2 separate regions of the Oryctolagus cuniculus genome follow, and region 1 is linked to region 2. Evidence: chromatin contacts called from public Micro-C data. All regions are on one chromosome and are shown on one strand. Each heading gives the region's core, a stretch centred on a gene start, on an enhancer-like site or on the middle of the called end of the contact. The rest is flanking DNA. Distances are from core to core; before and after follow the strand shown.

The links. A called contact is a pair of places that touch in the nucleus more often than the background predicts.
Region 1: a contact with region 2 is called in a Micro-C map of ear pinna, with 5 times the contacts expected there. The contact joins two enhancer-like sites. A contact is called at or near these places in 3 of 6 Hi-C or Micro-C datasets (ear pinna, skin fibroblasts and an unstated tissue).

What each region holds. Positions count from the first base shown.
Region 1 is chr9:82,422,607-82,426,638 of mOryCun1.1, reverse strand. All of the region lies in intron 1 of FRY (FRY microtubule binding protein), which reads left to right. Among named protein-coding and RNA genes, the nearest start is that of FRY, 77 kb to the left of the region's middle. Within about 2 kb of position 1,933, at least 4 of the 8 cell types and tissues checked have an H3K27ac peak or open chromatin away from gene starts, as enhancers often do. A contact at or near this core is called in ear pinna, where this site is marked.
Region 2 is chr9:82,061,146-82,065,349 of mOryCun1.1, reverse strand. It overlaps FRY (FRY microtubule binding protein), which reads left to right. Exons shown (of 63, transcript XM_008273531.4): 49 at 1,696-1,875; 50 at 4,014-4,175. Among named protein-coding and RNA genes, the nearest start is that of BRCA2, 96 kb to the right of the region's middle. Within about 2 kb of position 1,374, at least 2 of the 8 cell types and tissues checked have an H3K27ac peak or open chromatin away from gene starts, as enhancers often do. A contact at or near this core is called in ear pinna, where this site is marked.

The DNA of each region.
Region 1 (4,032 bases), core at 684-3,183, 360 kb before region 2:
GAAGATGGCCCAAGATCTTGGGCCCCTGCACCCATGTGGGAGACGTGGAGGAAGCTCCTGGCTCCTGTCTTTGGATCGGTGCAGCTCTGGCCAATTGGGGAGTGAACCAGTGGATGGAAGATCTCTCTCTCTCTCTCTGCCTGTCCTCCTCTCTCTGTGCAACTCCAACTTTCAAATAAATAAATAAATAAATCTTTTAAAAAAAAGAAGTGCTGAAAAAACTTGGGGGACAAATAAGAATGAACCAATTTAAGCAACAAGAAGATCTGTTAAGTGGATGATGGTTTCTGTTTTATTTTGTTGTGCAGTCTTGGCTAATCCAACTAAATTCTTAAATTCTGCTCAGGAAAATAAAATAGAAACTTGCTATCATTTTGGCTGATTCAGTTCACTGAAACCTCTTGCTTCTGCATTTGTGATGCAGGCCACCATAGGGAAGAAACACGATGGTACTGGAAATCGACCAAGTTTCCAATTGAATGCATGGGAGGCTAAGGCAACTTGGTGACATAGTCCTTAGGCCCCTACTACCGCTGCCTTTGATCATGTAGCGAGAGTGTAGCTTCAGTTCCAAGTTTGGACGGAAGCATATGGCTGAGGTGCTCACTACTCCAGAGCATGCCTCACTTCTCTCCTTAGTCTTCCCTGCCTTTTACCAATGCAAGGTGTAATAGGGGCCACCAGTGGTGGGGGGAGGTCCATTCTTGCCATTAGCCATGTGGTAGGTTCCCACCTGGGTGGCTACAGCCACAGAAATCGTCTGCATGAATTTATCTGACTCTCGGCTGAGCCACACCCTTTCCCTAAGGAGAGTGCTGAGGCCAAACCCGTTGACCCATTTAGAGATCCAGGGCCGAGAGAGCTTTCTGTTTTCTTTGTCATCACAGCACTATTTGTGGCATTCTAATCGTGTGGCACTCTTAAGACTATAATTAGAGAGTTTCGCCTCCAAAGAATGTGGACCATTTCTTGTTTCGAGTTACCCCTTGGGGACTTGGTATGGAAGTTGTTTTCTCTTTTTGCAGTCCCGTCAGCACCGAGGCGCAGGACCGCGGACAAGTTCCCCCTTCTCCCTTTCTCCTTGCCCCGTTGCAGAAAGAGGCTGTGTAGCTTCCCTCTGTTGAGAGCCCCACCCTTCCTGTTGCTAAGCAGCTGAACGGGATTACATAAATGGTCAGTTTCTCAACTGTGTCAGTGAAACAGCAGCGGCAGCCGCCTCTCACACTTGGGACTTGGGATTAGACAATGAGGAGGCGATCAAAGGCAATAAGTGAAGTTCTCATTAACAATAAGTTGGACTTAGAAGTTACCAACTAGGAGGACTTGGAAAGAGAACAACCCGCCCCCCCCCCCCCACCTTGTTCTAATTTTCTATTTTCAGAAAGACCTGATCAAACAAACTCATTCTCCTCTCCCAAGTTGTTCCTTCGAGCTTTTTCTCTATTATAAGAGTAATTCCCTATTGTGACTAAAAGAAAAAAAAAAGCAAGGAAGAAAAATGACACAGTATTCCACTGCTTTAATACAAACCTTATTAACATTTGGATACGTTTCCTTCAGGGATTTGTACTCATTGTATTATGATAGATTCATTTGTTTATATTTTTATTTGTTTATGCCTACTTATAAGTTACAGACTTTTATCCTTTAATTAGAATAATTATTAAGTTGCAGTTATTAATTTGCTTTTGTATTTCAGGTTAGGGTGGACTCTAAATACAAAATCAGGTCTAAATCTGTGTGCTTTGAAGGGGCATATTTGCATTTCTGACCCATATGAAAAGGCTAACCTCATTTTGACAATAAATCCTCCCTCATCCCATGTACTCGACTTCTTTTTAATAAAGCCAGTTGCATGATGGCCCGTCTCCACGAGACACTTGGTGACCCTCAGGCCACGTGCGACTTCCCGTGGAAATTTTCCATGTGACAAGCCTGTGGATTAAGGATTCCAGCAGTTTCCTTTCGGAGCCCTCATGTTTACAGACTGCACTCACCTGTGTGGTTCTCATGAGGTTTGCTGCAGGCGCTGACTCCCCAGAGCAAGGCAGACTGTATGTGGGGGTACTTAGCATTCCACCTGGTGGTGAGATGTGAAATCCGCGCACTTGGGCTGCTTTGATGAAGCCTTCGCCTCCAGATACACTAGTGGCTTCCCAAAGCGCCGCTTTGCAAACAGCTCTAAACAGAAGTTAAGGAGTTCAAAAAGGCATGCTGTGAATTGGACACTAGAGGGCGCTAGAGTTACGTGCTAAGGGGCCTCTGCTTTCTTCTGGGTGCTACTGTTAAAATGGAAGATGAACCTTTTTAAATATTGCACTACCTTCTGGTGAACACATTTGTGAGACATTTGACAGCTTCATGGCATGAGTCAAAGCTTTGTTGGTGCTTATCATTCTAGTCAGCATCTTCTCCAAAGCAGGTCTTTTTCATCCCATGCTGAATAAAAGAAATTCTAGCAATCTCCTCTTAGATGGTTTTATTTTTCTTTGCAGAAACCACATTATTCCAAAAATAGAATTTTTTTTGCCCTCATCCAGTACACCAGTACATAGGCATGTGTGTTAAAATTTTTAGGAATTCTAGTCTGCCAGATACTGAAGAAATGACATTTCAAACCTGCTTTTAGAACCATAAGATTTCATCATTTGATCAGTATGTGGCTCCTTTTGAACTTAAATACATAAGTGTGTCAGGATAAAGTAGGCGCACTGAAAAAAGGGAAGTGTGGTTAATGAGACAATCAAACTAGTATTTGTTCATAAATTACCATTTTAGTGAAAACAGCTGGTTTTATTTTCAACATTAAACCATTTTAAAAATAGAAAATATTTTGTCCAACATAATTTACTGAAATTACCTGGAAGTAAGCACAGTCGTGTGTGGCTTGATAATGGGGACATGGTCTGAGAAGTGTGTCGGGCGACGTCGCAGTTGGCAGACCTCACAGGATGTGAGATGGCTCCCTCACTAAGTGACAGAGTCTTAGCGGGGCAGGGACGTGCGTGTGGCCTGTGGCTGACCGCTTTGCTGCCTGCTGTTTGTCTCGGAAATGTCTCTTGAACCATCCCTGCCCTCAGTGACCTGCTTACCAACTTACAGACATGTAAGAGGCACGTGATGCTCTCAATAGTTGAAGAGAGAAATAGTCGGAGAGTTGCAACGTGTATTAGATAAAGTACTGAGTATTTAAAGAATGAAGAGACGACAGGCCCTGGGAATGAGCGGAACAAGTTGTGCTTGGAGGGAGGATCAGATAGAGTGAGAAGGGAGACAGATGAGAGCAGGTGGGGAGCGGTGGAAAATGTGCCCATGGACCTGGCCTGGTTTTCATGCTGTTTCTTTGTTTTTAATGCCGTGGTTTTTCGGTTTGGACTTTCCTGTTGTTGTCTTTTTGGTTGAGGTTTAACATTTGTTTTGCTTATTGTACGAGTGTTTGTTTTACCAAAAAATTGTAAAATGCCAGCCATGCTCGAGATGTGCGGTCACTCCCCATCCCGGGTGTGACTGATGGTGGATTTTTCCAGGGCTTCACAGCGCTGCTCAAGCCGCGTGAGTGGGCGCTGCTGTAATGTCCAGTGTGGGAGGTGGGTTGCCTCAGAAAGGGTGAGGAGCTCAGCTCCCCAGCGTCCCCACAGCACCTGGTTCCGGGGGATGCCACCGCCCTCACTGTGCTGTGTCCTATGCACCGGGACCATATCCATCTCCTAGTGAGGACTGAATTTTCAAGGTGAAATTATGGCCTAATCCTATATTTGTTATTCTGATTCAATGCGCATTAGGAGCTAATAAATATTTTAATTAAGATACATTTTTATTAATCCAAGAGCGGTATGAATGCATCATAGGAAAGTAGAAAATACATAGGAGCAAAAATGTGTTACAGGACAGTATATTCCCACACAGTTTACTGTTGACATCACAGTATCTGTCCTCCCAAGCATTTTTCTATTCCTCTCTATCTGTATCCACCTTTCTAGCTATTTACCTAGGCATTTTTTAAATGGGACTCTACCACACTCCTAGTCTTTC
Region 2 (4,204 bases), core at 125-2,624:
TCCAAATCCAGAGCTTTTGTTTATTGAAGCAGGCAACCTGCTGCAGGACTCTGGGTGAGCAGCCACAGACACCCCCAGGGGTTCTCCACAGCCAGGCCTTGAGACTACCAGGAAAAGTACAATAGAAATAAATCAGAAATGTGCAAAGCTCTAGTGCTTGGAGGTGATTCTGAAACCTGTGACCACAGACCGGAGAAGGGGAGCCTGCAGCCCTGGGAGCAGTGCAAGGACAAGTTCAACAGCACAGACGCCCATTTCTCTGCATCCCGTCTGTTCCTCTCTTTGCTTTCCAGAGTGTACTTGGAGCATTCAAGGGCAAGCGTGGGGGTTTCTCTAAGCTCCCTGGCAAACGCATGCAGTGTAAATCTTAGACTTTACACCTTTACCAATCACGTTTCTTACAGAAATTATTTTCATGCTAGAAGTGTTTCCAAGCCTCATTTTATTTTTCAAGTGACCTTGTGCCAGTAATAGTTAAGCCATGTGGTAGACATTACTAACAGTTTCTCCCCTCATCTCCCTCACAGGAGACATAGGGCCAGTTCCCTTCTTTCTACTAATGGTGTGCATCGTTTCATGGTTTTACTGGGCTGTTTCTTAGGCTCTGTGGGCCATCTCTGGCACTTAATGTCTCACCTTGCATGGTAGCTAATTTCATATCCACGCCAAGACCTCCCTTCGCGAAATTTGAAGGAAATGGGTTTTACTTCATGTGCTTTTACTCCAAAACCCAAAGAAAAAACAATAGCAATGCCTTTTATCAAGTTGGTTTATCTGTGTTCAATGGTTTTATAGGAGAAGCACCTCTCCCGAACCCCAGTCTAAATGGAGGTTGTCAGGGAGACAGAAAGAAACGGTCAAAGGAATAGTTGGAATTGAGGAAAAGCAGTACAGAATGCAGGCACAGCACAAGTAGAGGCAGATGCTGAGAGCTTGCTTGGTTTGGAGAACTCCAGTGGCCGCCTGGGGAGGATGACCCCTGCAGGCCAGCTTGGTGAGTGTAGGTGCCCCTCCAACTCCATCCACCAGAGGGAGCCCTTGACGCAGGTTAGGCAGGAATGTGGCATGGCCTGAGGCGTTCTGAGAGATTCCTGGGTCTGAGCCACTGCAGCAGAAAATAGAAGCCCGAGAGGCCAATGAAACAGTCCAGGCAAGGCAGCAGAGGCCTCAGCTGAGCCAGGGCCAACAGGAATGGAGCACGGGGAACCACTTATCGGGAAGGCAGTAAAAAGAAGAGTTAAGAACACCTCTCAGATTCCTGGGCTAGATAATGAGCAAGATACGAAGTGAGAAGAAAAGAGAGAGCCACACACCCAGGCAGCTCATGGAGCAGGAAGAGCCGGGGCCACAGGAGAAGCGTCAGGGAAACCAGGAAACTGGAGGTAGGGAGAACTTTGCAAAACAGTGAGCAGTCAATTGTATAGTGTTCATTGGAGGCATTTATTTATTTATTTTCAAACTTAGCAAACATTGCACTCATCATTGTAAACTTGTACTTATTGGAATAGGGACAAAATCGGTCCTTTCTTTCTTGTCTCCCAAATGCAGCTCATGGTAGGCATCAATGGTCTTTTTGTGTCATTTGCCTTTTACTTATATTGGAATTTCCTGCACTGTGTTAACTCCGTGAGTACGAAGTTTCTGTAGCCGTGCGTCAGCTGTAGGATTCACCCTGGAACGTTTTGTCGCCTGCAGACCGTTCACTGGCGAGAAGCTCTGAACATCCTGAAGCTGGTGGTGTCTCGCTCTGCCAGCCTCGTGTTGCCTTCCTACCAGCACAGTGACCTCTCGAAGATAGAAATCCACCGAGTGTGGACCAGCGCTTCTAAAGAATTACCTGGAAAAACCCTGGACTTCCACTTTGACATTTCAGAGGTACTTGGCTGTGATAACTGTGTCTGTGAACTTTAGAAAGAATTTATAGTGGCGGAGGTCAAAAATATTGCCTGTAGAAAGGAATACTGATTTTTACACCTTTTTTGTGTGAGAGAGACTGAAAGAGATAGAGCCCTCTCATTTGCTGGTTTACTCCCCAAATGCCTGCAACAGCCAGGGCTAGGCCAGGCCTCCTCTGGAAGCCAAGAACTCCATCCGAGTCCCCCATGTGGGTGGCAGAGACCCAACCTAGTGAGCCACCAGGGTGCGCATCAACCGGAAGCTGGGATTGAGGGCGGAGCTGATATGAAACCCAGGCGCTGTGATAGGGGTGGATACGGGTGTCCCAAGTGATATCTTTTTTTTCTTTTTTTTTTTTTTCCAATTGGTGTCTTAACCACTTAGGTCAAAGATTTTTAAGGCCTAAATTAACTTTTCTGCTTTTTAAAGAACATATTGTCATATTCACTGCACTGTTAAATGGCAGCTTTTAAAATAGAAACTAGCCTCAGTTATATAAAATAATCGTTTAAAAGATATTTAAAAATGGAATGAACTTAAGAGTGTTAAGCCCTGACTTTAACTGAGTCTTTAATCTGGCAATTCTCATGCCACAGCTTTTCAGCCACAGCTTTTCTCCTGTCACTACACCAGATCAGCCCATGCCTGAGAGTCACAGGAATAAAGGATTCACCGGCTGCTGCTTTCCCTGGGTCACACAGCTTTTTAAACAAGATGAGCCAAATCCTTGCCTTGATGAAGGAGAGGCAGGAAACATAGGACGTAAAATGGTCTGATGTTCCTGCTGGTCTGTGATTAATTACTACACTCTTAGCAATAACTTAGATTTCATGTCTCTCTCCTACCCTGTGACCATGAACTCCCCAAAGCACAAACTGCATTCTATTCATCTTAATAACAGTGTCTAGGGCATGTTAGATCATTAATAAATAATAATGATGAATATTTCCAACCTTGCTAAATGAGTAAATTCACTAAGAAAAAAGCCAGATCTGTATATCTTGCACTATTTAAATAGGTTATATGCAGGTTAAGTTTCCTGATAAAAACAGAACTCACTGACCTTTTATCATTTTGCTATTCAGGATAAGATACTATTTTGCTGCTATTGTTACACCTACATCTATATTTAGTCTGTAAATAATATTAAAGTTTCAATTCAACCCCTGACCATTTTAACTTTGTTTCTTTTAAATTGTTAGGAGGGAAAGCTATGTTTACTTTTAGATTTGACTTTACTGTGTTCAGAAGAGGTGCCAAAAATACGCAGCCAGTAAGCTGCGCGCCCTAGAGTCCCAGGAGCGCTCCACGGTGATGGGCATCAGGAGCCAGGTGTGGAGTCACCCGCTGGTTTCTGCTGCCTCCCAGGGCAGGCCCAGGAGCTGGCCTCTGCAGAGGAGACCTCTGTGGACCTGAGGTTGGGGAGGTGCCACCTACCCTGCCCCCGGGGCTCTCAGGAAGGGAAAGTTACAGTGTTGCCAAGTTCATTTATTTGCATAGCTGAGAAGGTAGAATATTTTAAATAAATAATTGAGAATATATAAAGATCGGTGACTTAAGGTTGGGAAGAAGGGAAGGAATTTTGGCTTCATGTTCTAACTATATAAAAATTATGTATTTTATGAGCCAAACAAAGTACTCAAAGGCTACTATTATCAAGTAATGTCAAGAAGGGGAGAGGTTGATTATCCGGATTGGGTCAGTCCACACTGTGTGCATGTACTGAAATGTGACACTGCAGCCCACAAATATTTACAATCATTGCTATAAAAATCTTAAGAAAAAGAGGTTATTTCAAGCTTAAACCTATGAAGACTGAGTTTGCTTTTCTGCACATCTCGCGTCTCATCTTTGTTGGTTGTTTCTAGAGCATGTTGAAGAACAAGCAGCCGGATTTGTCTTTGGCTGCTAAAGAGGTGGGGAGAATATTGGAGATGCAAAATGACTCAGAATGTGTATTTGAACATTGGGAAAACTAAGTCTTCTTGTAACACTGAACTTCTCTAAGCTGACTTTTATCAAATAAGCAGTTCTTGGTTGTTCTAGGTAGAGCAATCCCATAACAGACGTATTCATGAGATGGAAGAAATGTGTGTTTTGTATTCTTTCTTCTCAAGACACCGATCATCGGGAGGCGGTATGATGAACTGCAGAATTCTTCTGGGCGTGATGGGAAGCCCAGGGCCATGGCTGTCACCCGGAGCGCATCCTCCACTTCATCAGGCTCCAACTCCAATGTCCTTGTTCCTGTGAGCTGGAAGAGGCCCCAGTATTCCCAGGTACACAATCCTAGACTCACAGCATTAGA